Linked DNA regions of Mus musculus: all the other regions are linked to region 3. A link is a contact called in public HiChIP or PLAC-seq and promoter capture Hi-C data. All regions are on one chromosome and are shown on one strand. The core of a region is the stretch at or near the end of the contact, and the rest is flanking DNA. Distances in the headings are between cores, read along the strand shown. Region 1 holds the start of Zmym4 (zinc finger, MYM-type 4). Region 2 overlaps AU040320 (expressed sequence AU040320). Region 3 holds the start of Ago4 (argonaute RISC catalytic subunit 4). Region 4 has its middle 16 kb from the start of Sfpq. Region 5 overlaps Map7d1 (MAP7 domain containing 1).

The links. Promoter capture Hi-C pulls out the DNA fragments that hold promoters and counts their contacts. HiChIP or PLAC-seq counts read pairs in DNA pulled down with a chosen protein or histone mark.
Region 1: an H3K27ac HiChIP or PLAC-seq map of epiblast stem cells shows a contact between it and region 3, with 7 times the contacts expected there. The contact joins the promoter of Zmym4 here to the promoter of Ago4 in region 3. A contact is called at or near these places in 10 of 39 promoter capture datasets (the C10 cell line, cranial neural crest, embryonic stem cells and 5 more), 3 of 115 datasets of contacts at active chromatin or transcription factors (bone marrow-derived macrophages, epiblast stem cells and large pre-B cells) and 2 of 9 other capture datasets (adipose tissue and liver).
Region 2: a promoter capture Hi-C map of liver shows a contact between it and region 3, with 3 times the contacts expected there. The contact joins the enhancer-like site here to the promoter of Ago4 in region 3. A contact is called at or near these places in 19 of 39 promoter capture datasets (the 3T3-L1 cell line, 3T3-L1-derived adipocytes, the C10 cell line and 11 more), 1 of 484 Hi-C or Micro-C datasets (nephron progenitors), 6 of 115 datasets of contacts at active chromatin or transcription factors (effector CD8 T cells, embryonic basal ganglia, embryonic hindbrain and 3 more) and 3 of 9 other capture datasets (adipose tissue, embryonic stem cells and liver).
Region 4: a contact with region 3 is called in a promoter capture Hi-C map of embryonic stem cells, with 3 times the contacts expected there. The contact joins the enhancer-like site here to the promoter of Ago4 in region 3. A contact is called at or near these places in 12 of 39 promoter capture datasets (the 3T3-L1 cell line, the C10 cell line, cranial neural crest and 6 more), 1 of 484 Hi-C or Micro-C datasets (B cells) and 2 of 115 datasets of contacts at active chromatin or transcription factors (embryonic midbrain and neural tube).
Region 5: an H3K4me3 HiChIP or PLAC-seq map of embryonic stem cells shows a contact between it and region 3, with 10 read pairs. The contact joins the enhancer-like site here to the promoter of Ago4 in region 3. A contact is called at or near these places in 3 of 39 promoter capture datasets (the C10 cell line and embryonic stem cells), 6 of 484 Hi-C or Micro-C datasets (all in embryonic stem cells), 2 of 115 datasets of contacts at active chromatin or transcription factors (embryonic stem cells and microglia) and 1 of 9 other capture datasets (pancreatic islet).

What each region holds. Positions count from the first base shown.
Region 1 is chr4:126,966,878-126,969,684 of GRCm38.p6, forward strand. Zmym4 (zinc finger, MYM-type 4) reads right to left here and starts at 1,350. Exons shown (of 30, transcript NM_001114399.2): 1 at 939-1,350. The coding sequence starts at 977.
Region 2 is chr4:126,838,493-126,841,192 of GRCm38.p6, forward strand. AU040320 (expressed sequence AU040320) reads left to right here. Exons shown (of 21, transcript NM_133886.2): 13 at 1,107-1,255; 14 at 2,154-2,305; 15 at 2,614-2,700. Among named protein-coding and RNA genes, the nearest start is that of Gm25604, 21 kb to the right of the region's middle. Within about 2 kb of position 1,284, at least 32 of the 459 cell types and tissues checked have an H3K27ac peak or open chromatin away from gene starts, as enhancers often do. A contact at or near this core is called in liver, where this site is marked.
Region 3 is chr4:126,532,018-126,534,813 of GRCm38.p6, forward strand. It overlaps Ago4 (argonaute RISC catalytic subunit 4), which reads right to left and starts at 1,441. Exons shown (of 18, transcript NM_153177.3): 1 at 1,168-1,441. The coding sequence starts at 1,186.
Region 4 is chr4:127,003,953-127,006,725 of GRCm38.p6, forward strand. No RefSeq gene overlaps it. Among named protein-coding and RNA genes, the nearest start is that of Sfpq, 16 kb to the right of the region's middle. Within about 2 kb of position 1,344, at least 68 of the 459 cell types and tissues checked have an H3K27ac peak or open chromatin away from gene starts, as enhancers often do. A contact at or near this core is called in embryonic stem cells, where this site is marked.
Region 5 is chr4:126,232,775-126,235,474 of GRCm38.p6, forward strand. It overlaps Map7d1 (MAP7 domain containing 1), which reads right to left. Exons shown (of 18, transcript NM_001347198.1): 10 at 1,993-2,321; 11 at 1,549-1,744; 12 at 1,324-1,462; 13 at 1,119-1,223; 14 at 819-872; 15 at 591-633; 16 at 402-492; 17 at 94-287. Among named protein-coding and RNA genes, the nearest start is that of Map7d1, 22 kb to the right of the region's middle. Within about 2 kb of position 1,342, at least 30 of the 459 cell types and tissues checked have an H3K27ac peak or open chromatin away from gene starts, as enhancers often do. A contact at or near this core is called in embryonic stem cells, where this site is marked.

The DNA of each region.
Region 1 (2,807 bases), core at 100-2,599, 430 kb after region 3:
ACAACTAACTCATCATTTGGAGACCATTTCCAAAAGGAAAACTCCTGATAGGAAACTTAACAAACTTGATGCTTAACATGCTGGGTGAGGGGAAGTTTAAAAAAAAAGCCTTGAAAAACATTACTCAGTGGATAGTATTGTTCTCCATCTGAAGAAAATGAATCACAACTAAATTAAAAATAAAAAAAGTTTCAAGACAAACTTTTAAACGGCTTACAACTCCTGTGTAGACAAGGCTTTACCTAGGGCAGGCAAGGCTGGCTGGGTACATCCTAAGGACAAAACTTGTCACTCTTCCACGTTACTAACTGCAGGTAAAGAATGCTAGACTATAACACATCCGTGGCTATCAGAACACATTCCCCCAACTTCAAGACGACAACCCCACTTCTTCTAAGGTGAAGAGAGCACCATGTCCACTTTGGGGCTTGATAACGGTCAAGGGGGAGGGGAGTGGAGGCAGGAAGATGAATTGGCTCCGGGGTTCCCGCAGCACCCTCCCGGTTACTCCTCAGGAAACGACCAATCCTCCACGACTTCTTCCCGCCACCTCTACCCCCACCTGACCTCTCCCCAGAGAAACTTCCATAGACTCCCTTTTCCTCGAGGATGCAGAAGCGGAGTCTGACACCTTGCGTCTCCCAGGCTCCCCCCCCCCCCGAATACGCACCACCACCCACACGCCGGCAAAGGGAGGGGAGCCAAGCGGACCACGGCCCCCGCCCCTCCCCCTCCCCGCCGGCCACCGAGCTTTGTCCCACCTGCCGAGGGGACCCCGGTGCCGCCTCGGGCCGCCCCTCCCTCCGGCCGTCGACCACCGCGCCACCCGTGAGCTCCGGGCTGCTCGGGGCCGGCCGCGCCCCGCCCCCCGCCCGCCCGCCCGCCCGCCTGCCCGCAGCCCGCAGCCCGCAGACGGCCCGCGGCCTCACCTCACCTACCCTCTTTCGGGGGCCGGTCTCCACCTCCCGCTCCGCCATGTTGGGCCCCGCTCGGAACCGCGGCGGCTCCCGGCGCGGCGGCCGCGGCCCCTCTCGGCCCCCGCCCACACTGCAGACACCGGCGCTTCACCCGCTGCGGTTCGGTCCCCCTCGGCCCCCGCCGGGCCTGGCGCGGGAGTGACGAGGGGGGCGGAGGCCCGCGCGCTTAGCCGCAGCTCCTGGGGTCCCACGGGCGGGCGCGTGGGCGCAAGGGCCTGCCGGGGCAGGGGGGCCGGGACTCGGGGGGTTAATGGCCTCCAAGGGGCCCCGTGAGGAGGATTATTTTCTCTCAGAGAAATTCCTCCGCCAGTGGTTTTCTTAAAGGGATCTCCAAACCAGCCCCTTGCGCGCGCCCCTGATGCGCAGGCGCGCCACAAGCCCCTCCTCCCTTTCCCACCAAGCCCCCGGTCCTGAGCGTGCGCGGTGAGTGGCCCAGGCTAGGCCTAATCCTGTTAGTCTCTTTGCTGCCAGCAGCTGCTCCCACCACTCAACTATGGCCGCTCCCTTAAAGGGACCATGACGAAGGGATGATGTCAGAATGAAAGATCTTAATGGAAGGACTATCTGGTGAAATGTCAGTGAGGGGTTCACATCACCACCCTACACCTGACTACAGAGATATTGCCAAAAGGAGAGAACCCTGATGAGCCAAAGTTCTCAGTGACCCTATGAACATGAAGAATCCCAACCAAGAAGAAAACAAGACTGTTATCTGAAGGAGAAACCAACAGCTTGTCAAGTAAAGGGCGTCGACTCTCAAGGAACAACTTCCAACCTTAAAACCAGATCCACTGGTAGTGTTGAAGGCAGAACCAATAACTGAAGACAATTTCCTCAATACCTGCTTGCCATTAGAATACTAAAATGAAAAAGGATCTTAGAAACCATCTACTCCATTGCTTTCAAAGTTAACATTGCCAGTATGGTCATTTGAAATAAATTAATTTACCTCAAGATATCGAGTGGCTGGTGAGGAGCTAGAACACAGTCTGGAATTGCATTCCTCCAGGATTCTGAACACACAAAACTGTCGTCAAGGCAAAAGAACATAAAATGTCAAGAGTCTTGATAGTTCAAGAACATGGCTGCTCTCCTGAGAAGTTTCATGGTGATGACCTGCAACTGCTGTGTGCCATCATTTGCCTCCACTGAAGGAATTTGAGGGTCTGACTTAAAGAATAGGAGCTTGAACTGTCAAGGCAGGAAATCCAAGGGTAGGCACTATCTTCCCTGAAGCACAACGAAGCCAAAGATAATGAGAGCTGAAGTCCCCTCTTGGATTCTTAATGAAGACATAGGCACAACAGACAGACATATAGTAAAAAATACAAGGAAATTAGTTTAGGTTGGTTGGAGTTGGGTTGGTTGGAGTTGGATTGGTTGGAGTTGGGTTGGTTGGAGCTAGGTTGCTATGTAACCCAGAGTGGCCTGAAACTGCTGGTCTTCCTGCCTTGACCAAGTGCTTGGACTGCTGGTATACTAGGAAATCCCCAAAGAACTAATTAAAAAAAATGTTTAAGTCTCTGAAGAGTTGTTATTCTCCATGGCAATACAAGGGGACCCAGAGCTCCTCTGCTCACAGGGTGAAAGTTGCTCTACAGCTGTACTTCTGTGTGTAAGTCAGTAGCTCTTTGAACCCAGGAACATTGGCTGAACACTGAAATGGCTGAAAGTTTCCATGCTGGTCCTTGATTCTCCCTTGGGCCTGTTATCTTTTGTTTCACTTATGGGTAGAACAAAAAGAAACATGTTCACTTCTGCCAGATAATGTTTTTTTTTTCATATCCTAGACTCTTTCCTTACATGTCCAAAGCAAAAAACAAATAGAAA
Region 2 (2,700 bases), core at 34-2,533, 310 kb after region 3:
ACAGGCTGGGTTTACCCCTAACACATATGTGTACACACACACGCACACACGCACACGCACACACACACACACACACACACAAACACACACACACACAGAGAGAGAGAGAGAGAGAGAGTGAGATCTTATTACAGCATTGGAGGTGGGTGGGGAAGGGTTTTAATATCTACTTAGGAAGTCCGTGTTAGGCAGTAGACATCCTTTTCCTCAGCTGCCCTGGAGAGCTGGGTCTCCCTTAGCTGATGTGTTTTTCTTGTAGCTGTTTATTGTAAGCAGACCTGATGAGCCCCCAAGCAGAGGCTCAGCAGTGGCTGCAGTGTAAATAGTGCTTAGTGGAGCTTCCTAGATGAGACTGATTCAGGAGAAGCCGCTGGGGTCAGAGGTAATAAGTTTCAAAAGCAGAGCTAGGAGCTGGAAGCTTTCTCTGGGTGTCCTTAGTTGGAAGGATGCGTGGGTGTGCAGGGCTCTGGATGTGTGCAGCCCTTGCCTGTGTGCTGGCCAGAAGCCTGCTGCAGGCCGCTGTGCTGAGACTCAGTGCGAAGGAGGCAGGATGTAGTTAGTGTCCTGGTGTTTTGTGGCGCTGTCCAAGGGCTAGAGGAGTCTGCGATATGGAGAGAAGATGGCTTCATCCTGAGAGGTCCTTGGCCCCCTTGGCCTGCATCCTTCCCTGACTTCTCTCCAGGGTGGGCTGAAGGGCGGCTCAGGGCTGTGGATAAGAAGTGCAGTGTGCTGCTTTGCTAGCACACTAGCTACGGGGCCAGAAACGCTTTTCAGAAGCCTCATCCTAGAGCCCCCTATTGATCCCAGAGCTGCTCAGAGGACTTACTGCTTATATAAGCCAGAATAATAAGGGTGGAATGCTCTAGAAGCTCATATAAAAGACAAGCCGAGATGTGCTTGACAGCTGAGGAGTGGAATTTTCTGACCAGAAGTAGCCTGTGTTTTAGGACCAAGTGATACTTTCCAAACGGAATATTTTTAAACATTTCCTGTCAGGGTTTGGGAAACAATTGTTCCTGTCTCAGTTGAGGTAATAATTGTTCTTCCTGCTGCCAGGGGAGCAGCAGACAGGTACGACTCCGCCCTCTGATTACTCTCTCGTCTAGGGGACCTGACGGGGTGCAGCTGGAGAATGCCAACAGCAGTGTCGCCACTGTGACTGGGCTGCAAGTCGGGACTTATGTATTCACCTTGACTGTCAAAGATGAGAGGAACCTACAGAGCCAGAGCTCCGTTAATGTCATTGTCAAAGAAGGTGCGTCTTGCTGTGGGCATGTGCAGCAGCCTAGTGGGTCTATCTATTCCTGGGATAGCCCAGGAGTCCGCCCTGTCTTATGTGGTACAGGATTGATTTAGAGGCAAATAGGAAAAGCAGTCTCCGGGAAGGGAGCTTTGAGAGTGGCTGCTGATTCTAAAGCCCCTTTCCCTTCCCGCTGGCCCCAGCCCCACGCCGCCTTCCTGCTCTTCCTTCTTACATGAAATGGAAAGCACTGACAGCTATTTGCTTTGCATTTTGCTTTTGCCTCTATGCTAAGTCCTTGGGCTTCTGTGACTCTCTGATAGCTACAGTGACACCTGCTGGCAGGAGCTGGGATGGCGGCTGCACTGCAGCCTCTGGCCAACATCTATCTGCCTTGTCCTCTTGGCTTCACAGGGTCTGGGGAGGACTTGGGAGAGGCCATGGACTGGTAGTAGAAAAGTCACCTCGTCAGCGGGTGACATCCAAACAGAATTGTGCTGACTAAGCTGAGGAACACCCTGGCAAGACGACCTTCCATGCCATAGAGTCTGTGGGGCCGCAGCTTAGAGGGGTCACACTCTTCTTTTTCTTATGAAGCACAAGGAGAGAAGACACACCAAGAGTAGCGCTTGAAAGGAGGTTATGCTGTTAACTAGCAAAGCCTGAGCCTCTGGTTCTAAGCACCCTGGTCTTCATTTCTAGTCACTAAATTCCTTTAAAGTGGAGACCTGCTGTAGAGCCACAGGAGGGAGGCATGCTGTCCCCTCTGCGTGGCTTTTGCTCTGCACTCTTGGATAAGCACTAACAGCTCCCTATTCGAGGTGCTCTCTGTGCTGAGCTCCTCAGCAGCTCTGCACGTGAAGCCTTGCTTTCCCAGAATGTCACATTATGTCGTTGATGTCTCCTTGGTTAGAAATAAACAAACCGCCAGTAGCCAAGATCGCTGGGAACGTGGTGGTGACCTTGCCCACGAGCACAGCTGAGCTGGATGGCTCGAGGTCCTCAGATGACAAGGGGATAGTCAGCTACCTGTGGACTCGAGATGAGACGAGCCCAGCCGCAGGGGTGAGTGAGTGTGTCAGGATGTGACGGGGCAGGGGGGAGGTGAAGAGGGGGTTCCTACCCTCCAGGATCTTTTTTAGCCATGCAGGCCCCGATATCAGACTGAGATTGTGCTCTGGAGTCAGGGAGGCCTTCCCGTGGGTCATTCTACAACTGCTGTGCTCAGGGGCTTGGCTCTCCTGACCCTAGGAGCTGTGGCGGGCAGTGCGGTGACTGTCCACCAGCAGAGCTGTGTGGCTCAAGCAATAGCTAACTCCAAGAAAGGGGTGGCGTTCTGTCCCAGAGCACAGCCATGTCGTTCCCGCCCCCAGGAGGTGCTGAATCACTCTGACCACCACCCTGTCCTCTTCCTCTCCAACCTGGTGGAGGGGACCTACACGTTTCACCTGAAAGTGACA
Region 3 (2,796 bases), core at 191-2,690:
AAACTCACTTTGTAACTGAGACTGGCCTTGAACTCTGGAGCTCCCTGCCTCCACCCCAGAACTGTTTGCATTATGAGCATATGCCACCATGCCCAGCTAAGCCGATTTATTTTTTGAAGGCTTATGACATTTGACTATGTGGGCTTTTTAAGAAAACCTTAAGCAGCAAATAAAGATAGGATTTAATCGCTCAGTTATGTAAATATGTTCCAAGTTAACAAACCTGCAAAATTTCCAAATGCAAACAATAAACCTAATTTTCTATGAATTTTAAAAACATACAACTAAGTCTACTATGTAGACAAGGTTTGAATATGAAAACTAATTCCATCACTGCCCCTAAACCTTGCCCTACTTAGCCAAGCCATTAGCAACCTGTTGTAGGGCTTGAGACAGGAGCACAAGGCTCCAAACGAAGAGTATTCGTGAGAGTTTGGAAAGCTTCCTTGGGTTGGAGCAGAGAGCGAGAGAACCAGGGGCCACCCATAACCAGCAAAGAATCACAGTTTCAAAAACACTTTTTCGTTTGATTTTAACAGCCTCTGATAACCCAATTAAAAGGGAAGGCAGGGCATTGATGCCCTTGCTGGAGAGTATTGGATTGTCATTCCAGAGCACTCTGGGACTGACAAACTGACAGATACCAAACTTCAGAGTTTTGGAAAAAGAACGGACATTTCTCCCTTTGGCTTTCAGGGACATGAGTGAGTGGGTCTCTCCTCCTCATCTGAGGAACCAGATGCCAGTGCAAAAGAAAACAGGGATTCTGCCCCACACCAAGAAAACCCTTGACAGAAGGTAGAAGGCCTTCCAGGTTTGGGCCGGGCCTCGGCGTGCCCCAGACACACGGTCCCATTTGAGGCCCCAACTAGCCTCGCGGCGACCGTGGACAGAGATCTAAGGTCCGAACAGGTCTGCCCTACCCCGGGGAACTCGGGTCACCTCTTGAGCCTCCCTCCCTTAGACGGGTCCCGAATAGACCTAGAGTCTTCAGCTGGGGCGTGGTCCCCGCCCCCCAGGGACGAGGGCATGGGACCCCTTCCTTCCCGGGGCCTGGCAGCCGGCAGCCGGGTCCGCGAGCGGCGGTCGGGCAGCGACAGTCCCTTCCGCCGGTCTGTCTGCCCTCCCGAGCCCCAGGTCTGACCCTGGTCCGAGCGCGCTCCTCACCGGGTCCCAGCGCCTCCATGGCGGCGACGGGGGCCGCCTCGCTCCGGTCCCCAGCGCCTCCCGCTCCGGGCCCCGCCGGAGCCGCGTAACGCTTGCTCTCTGGAATATTGGCGCTGAAGCGGCGCCGCGAAGACGCGGGCCGGGGGCGGGCAGGGGGCGGCGGCGGCGCCCAGTCCGGGGACAGGGACCCGACTCTGTCACGGCTCTTCCGGCCTCAGCGACAACAAAAACAATCCCGGCCGCTGCCGCCGCCGCCGCCAGCTGGAACGGGAGCGGGAGGCGGCGCGCGCCCGCCGGGCGGGGCGGGGGCGCCAGGCGCCTGCGGTCCCGGGTCCCGGCTAGCGAAGGGGGCGTGCGCGGCCCCGCACGCGCGGGGTCCAGCGAGCCTGACCGAGGCAGGGGGCGGGGTGCGGCAGGGACGGGCGCGCGCCCGGGGGGCCGAGCCCAGAGGACGCGTCAGGCGCGCGCCCGCCCGCCCTTCCACCAGCGGGCCCGCTCGCCTGCGGTCCCGCACGCCGCTCCGCCGGTCCCCATTCTGGCAACCTTCCTCCAAGTCGCCATCGAAAGAGCTGGATTCCAGTCCTTGATGACCCACAGGCAGCAGCCCTCCACTTCGTCCTGAGACTCACCTTAGGAACCTGTCCTCCATCGCTCCACCACCACCAGAGATGACCCCTGGACACTTCAGGCACAATCGGTCCTTCAGTCACCTTCAGTCATTCCTCCTACTCCACCCCCACCCTCACCCCGGACACCACATATCCAGTCACCTTCCTTCCCTGTGCAGGGAAAGCAGGTTCTGTTCTGGGTCCCAAGACTGGTCAACATGTCACCAAGGCAGCAGGTAGCTCAGCGAGTCAAGTGTCCTTAAAGTTTCCATTCAGGACTTCCAGTTAAGACAGGACCATAGGCTGTCTGGTCAACTAAACGGGCAACGGCAGTCTATTAGTTAAAAAGGCACAACACTCTCATTCTAGTTTGCTGGGGCCCACCATTGGGTACCTCAGCTTAGTGCAATAGAAATGCGTTTTCTCTCAGTTTTGCACACCGACAGTCTAATAAAATCAAGGCGAGTTGGGGCAGGGGGTGTGATTTTTCTCCTTCGGTTGTAGAAATCTATCTTCTTGTGCTATCACACGGTCTTCCCATGGTAACTTCTATTCAAACCGCTCCTTTTTGTTTGGTTGGTTTTAATTAATTTATGTGTATGAGTATTTTTTGCCTGCATGCATGTGTTTGTGCCTGGTGCCTCCGGAGACCAGAAGACCAAATCGAATCCCCTCGAAACAGGATTACAGATAATGTAAGCTGTGTAGGGGCTGAGAATCAAACCTGGGGCCTCTGCAAGAGTATGAGGTACCCTTAACCACTAAAGCCATCTCTACAGCCCCCAACTTCTTTTTCTTATAAGGAAGATGGCTCAGTGGGTAAAGGTACTTTATAACATTGACAGCCTGAGTAGGAAGTTGGAGAGTTCAAGGCCAGCCTTTGCTACCAAAGAATTTAAGGCAATCCATGTTTTAAGAGACTCCAGCCCAGTGTAGCCTTTAATCTCAGCACTAGGGAGACTGAGGCAGTTCAGAGCCAATTCGGTTTACTTATGTAGTGACTTCTAGGACAGCCAGGACT
Region 4 (2,773 bases), core at 94-2,593, 470 kb after region 3:
TGTGTAGCTATTAACTCAGCATTTTACCTAGCATTAGTGAGGCTCTAGATTTGAAACTAATGTCAAAAAAAAGTTTGTAATTATTCATAAGACATCTTTGTCTGCTTTGTTTGTTTTTTTTTGGTATTTTTTAAAGATTTTATATATATATAAAATATATATATACTGTCACTATCTTCATACACACCAGAAGAGGGCATCTGATCCCATTGCAGATGGTGGGGAGCCACCAAGTGGTTGCTGGGAATTGAACTCAGGACCTCTGGAAGAGCAGTCAGTGCTCTTAACCACTGAGTCATCTCTCCAGCCCAGGATGTTTTGTTTTGTTTTGTTTTAAAGAAATCGGGTATAGGCAATTCCTTGAGAAGATAGAGAACAGCCCAAAGGAATTTTTTTTATGGAATTGGTTAAAACATCAAGTAAAAGATTAGAAGTATTACTGTTTTAGATTTAAAGGTGAGAAGGGCCAGGCTGATTCCACGACAGGTTTCAAATTGACAATTAAGGAGACTCTGCCTAAATCGCTGTTTTCAAGAACTGGACAATTCCAGGCAAGTCCAGGCCTCAGAAGCTGCCCCACCACCTAGCCTGAGGCAAGGACAATGGGTCAGCAGCAGTTTCCAGACTTCCTCAGCTGCTTCCTCAGCAACAGTTTCCAGACCTCTCCAGCAAGTTTCCAGCCCCCACAACCTGGTAATGGAATGTCTACAGAAATGACCCAGCCGATTAACATAAAGGTCCACTATCACAGAACCCTCTAATGTGCTTTAAATCAGGTCTGCAAGCTCACTTGGTTGTTTCTCTATCTTGGTAATGGAGAGACCCCAGCATGCTGGACTTCAGCAGAATAAAACACTCTTTGCTGCCTTTATTTGAGTCTGGGGTGTCATTGTTTAGGGAATCAAGGACCCTTACAATGATTTTGTGTTAGCATTCTGTCTAAGCTCCATCCCAGTTACCTGGCAACAGCCAGGTACGCTTCTCCCCACAGTTTATCTAGGATCAAAAGTTACAGATTTATGCGACTGTGGTAATTTCCTTTAAAGAGAGGGATTGCAAGAAAAGATAGAAGAGAGGCCACTTGCTTCTGGTCCCTGATGAGGGAGGGAACCGGCAGAGTAGAAACTGTGACCCCAAAGGGATAGGTGATGTGCTTGTATTCAGTCTGGTTTTACAAAGACGCTGCTCAGAGTTTCAGGACATGAGCACCTAGAGGAATCAGCTCTTACCAAAGCACTGTGGCCAATTGTGCAAAGCAGCCTGAGCAGGCAGATCCTCCAGCTCGCTCGAATCCTCTCCCCTAGGGCGCTGAGCAGGCAGCCAGCACGTGGCTCACTCGCTCTAAAATTCAGCACTGGGAAGAAGGCTTGGGGGAGGGGCGGAGGTTGGCTCGCGGGGCTGCAAGCCAAACCTCTTTGGGGATCTTTTCCGGAAAACCCACTTAACACTCTTTCTTTCCCTCCTCGGTCTTCTTTTACCTCTGCCCTCTTAGATTTGTGTTTGTTTAGAATAATTCAACCCCCTCTTTTTGTACTCGGCCCCTCCCTGCTGTCCGCCATCAATCCTGAGGCCGGTGGGCAGCCTGGGTCTGTGGGAGGGATTCGCAAAGATGCTGGCGAGGAAAGAGATGCAATTAATCCAGGCCGTGAAAGAGTGTGGGGTTCGGGAAGAAACGCCTGCCCACGGTCACTCACCTGAGTAATTTGCCTGGAACAACTAACTCTAAAGATTACATTGTGTAAGTCATCCATTATGCTGGAACAACAGAGAGGCTTAATGCAACCCCAGAGTAACTCATTTAGATGCTCTCTTCAGCTAACACTGCCTTGCCTTGAACACAGGCAACAACAGGACTTATACTTACCCGGAGTCTTCGTGCGTGAGCATTTTTCAGATGATGGAAAAACCGATTCTGAATCTGTCTTCTCATTTCTTTATTAGTATGAGCGCCAAGAGAAGGGAGATGCTGCATTTAGAACTCATCTGTTGAGTACCTAAAATTCCCTAGGCCTGGGGACCACAGCCTTTCCTAAAACTATTAGCGTCTAGCCTTCACAATAACGCTGTGAGGGAGTTACTTACGGTCGCCATTGTTGTGAGGTGAGGGAAACAAACGGAAGGAAGAACAGTCGGTCCTTTAATTATCGCACCTTCGGAAAGACTGTTAAAATTCAAAGTCACACTTTGGCTACAGGATGAGTTCATGCCCAACCAGGGCTTAGTGCGTCCGTCTCAAGAAGTAAAAAGAAGGCAGAGGCTATATAGAAGGCACAACAGTTGCCCAGCATGTAGGAGGACCTAGCTTCAGTCTTAGTGTTGGAGAAAGTGAAGTTAGGCTGGGGATGGCTCATGGGTTAAGAGCATGTATTTGTTCTTCCTGATGATTCCCCAGCACCAGGGTCAAGCATGGGAAAAACTCCCTGGAACTCCATCTCCTCAGGCACCGACATTCACATGCAAATACCTACACACCAGCACACAGACATGCACATATACACATGATTGACATAAAAAATATAAAGTGAGACTCATAACTTAGGGTTTGAATTTTTTTATTTTACATAAGTACTCTGTAGCTGTTTTCAGACACACCAGAAGAGGGCATCAGGTCCCACTGTAGGTGGTTGTGAGCTACTATGTGGTTGCTGGGAATTGAATGCAGGATCTCTGGAAAAGCAGTCTGCTCTTAACTGCTGAGCAATCTCTCCAGCTCCAAATTTATCTTTTCTTTTCTTTCTTTCCTTTGACACAGGTTTTCTTTCTTTCTTTCTTC
Region 5 (2,700 bases), core at 92-2,591, 300 kb before region 3:
AGGGAGAGGGATAAAGGTTAGGCCCGGGGAGCCCCAGGCAGGGATGGGTGGGATGCAGCTGGGTGCCAGAACCAGGGTCCCTAGAGTCCCCACCTGTGACCTGTGGAGGCTGCACCACTGCTTTCTTGAGGAAGGCTTCTGCCTCTGCAAATGGGAGGAGCCCCTCTGCTGTGCGACCCAGACTCTTGTCCCCAGCGGTTCCCTTTGGGGAGAAGCCGTTCTCCTGGTGCGCTGGGAGAGGCTGCAGGCCATTTACCAGGGACCCTGGCATCTCCTTGCTTGGCAGGCTGTGGATGTAGGGGTTCAGGGTTAACACCTCACCTCCCTGGGAAGCCCAGAGGAGTCCACAGCTCTAGCCTGCAGCTGCTGGCCTGGGAGTCCCTGGGATTGGGAGCTGGTACCTCCACTGTGGCTCCTGGGGGGCCAGCTCCTCTTTCTGCATAGAATCCTTCTGTAGCCCAGAGGGCCGAGTCTCTACAGCTTTCACAGGGTCTATGGCGGCAAAGAAATGGCCATCAGTTAGGGGATGTTGAAGGGTGGAACTGGAGCACAGGGGTGACCAGGGCAAAGAAAATGCGTGGTGGCTTTACCTGGGCCGGAATTGTTAGCTGCGGTCTCCTTTGCATCCTGCTTCTGGTTTGAAAAGGAAGAGCTATCAGGTGCCAGGGCTATGTGGTCCCGTTGACCTCGGAACTGAATTCCCTTTTGGCCCAGACACAGAAGAGCCTCCCTCACTGTATCCTTCCTCGGCTCTGGAGGCTTCTCTGCAGCCTCCTTTCCTCACCCCAACTCCCGCTCCCCAACCTGAGAATCCTGACCTTGGTTTCGGCGGCTTCTGATTTCCGAGTCCTCTTCATTATCTCCTCCAGCCGCTGTTGGAGGAGGCCCCACATCAGTTAGGCTCAAACCCAGACCTAGTCCTCAACTTCCCACCTGCTGGCCCTATTCTAGAGCTCAGTTCCCTCCCAACCCACACCCGTCCTTCCTTATCCGATCTTCTACAAATCCAAGCCTGGGCCCCACTGGTTCACAGGTACAATTAATTTCCAAGAACTGGAGCTGGAGCCAGGCCCCGCCCCGGCAAGGCCCCGCCCCCAGGTCCCATCTGCCCTGGACACCTTTCTTCGCTCTTGTCTCTCCTGTTCCTCCTTCTGAAAGTGCTTTTCCCGCTCCTGGCGCTGGCGCTCAGCTTCTTCCCGGGACCGGGCTTCGGCTTCCTCTTTCTGCCAAAGGCCTCCATAAGTTTCGGATTCTCTGTTTCAGCCTTCCCTCCCAGGCAAGCCCACCGATTGCCAGCCAAGATCTGCCCGCCCGCCTGGGCACCTGCTTCTGCAGTCGCTCCTGCTCCTCCTGCTCAGCCTGCGCCTTCTCTCGAGCCTCCTGCTCCTCCCGTCTCCGCGCCTCGGCCTCACGTTCAGCCCGGGCTTCAGCCTCCCGGGCCAGCTGCTCCTCTCGCATTCGCCTGGAGGACCCAGGAAACTCAAGTTTGGTCTGCGCCTCTTCTTCAGGCACTCTAGGGACCCTCACAGTCCCCGAGGTCACACTCACTTGTCCCTTTCAGCCTGCAGCTTCCGCTCCTGTTCTTCGCGTTCCCTCTGTTCCCGAGCCTGGCGCCGCTTTTCAGCCAGGAGCCGCGTGGCTTCCTCTCGGTCTGTGGTGCCCGCCATGGGTTTGCTAGGGGTCACCGAGGGAGCAGCGGTAGGAGGGGCAGTCGGAGCAGCTGGGACAGCCGGGACAGCAGTTTCTAGAGGAAGATCCAAGACCAGGAGTTAGTACACACCAGTACAGGCCCCTCCATCAGCCCTGTGCGCCCCCATGCTTTCAGGACTTCAGCTATGCACGCATTCAATTCAATTGTTGCCATTACGGGTGTCGGAGACCTGGGAGGAGGTCCCTCTTCCTGTCCCTTGTGACCAGTGTCTGTTGGCCCACTTCCCGGACATAGGAAAAGCTGGCACATCTCTGCCCTGCCCACCCTCACTTCCTGTGTACCTGCAGGGATCTGTGTTGAGGATTGCTCCTTCTGAGGCTGGGCTGGGGTGGGCGAGGGCACCGGTGAGGGCGCTGGTGAGGCTGGGGCAGCTGGCTCCTTCTCCTCAGCGGCTCTACTCTTGCGGTGGTTTTTGTCCTCAGGCCCCGACGGGCTGGGGCTCTCTTTTGCCTCCTCCTTCCTCCGAACCCGCCCCTTGGGTGATGCAGTGGTGCCTCGGGGGGATGGTGGTTTTGGAGGAAGGGCATGTCCTGGTCCTGGGCTGGGGCAGGGGGAGGCAGGTCTGTGCCAGGTTGTAGAGGGAGAGGATGGCCGGGCCTTGGACTTAGGGCTAAGAGAGAAGAAAAGGGTTAGAAGCAAGGCAGAGCACCTGGGCAGGCACGCCCCTCCCCCAACATGCCACTTCTTTGGGGAAGTGTTCCCTTAAAAAAATATATATATCGTGTGGAGAGTGTAGTGTGCATGTGTGAGCATGCGTGTGAAAGCAACTTCGTGGAAGTGCTTCTTTCTTTCCATCTTTCCATGGATTCCAGGGATTTAACTCAGGGTACAAGGCGTGCACAGCAAAGGTTTGCTTATTGCGCCCTCTCACCGGCCTCAGCCTCCGCATGCTGCCTTCCACATGCAGGCTGGGTTGTATCCCACCTCATCACTCAGTGTTACCACTTCCTCTTGGTGCGTCTATCTCGGCTTGCAATTACAAGTTCACT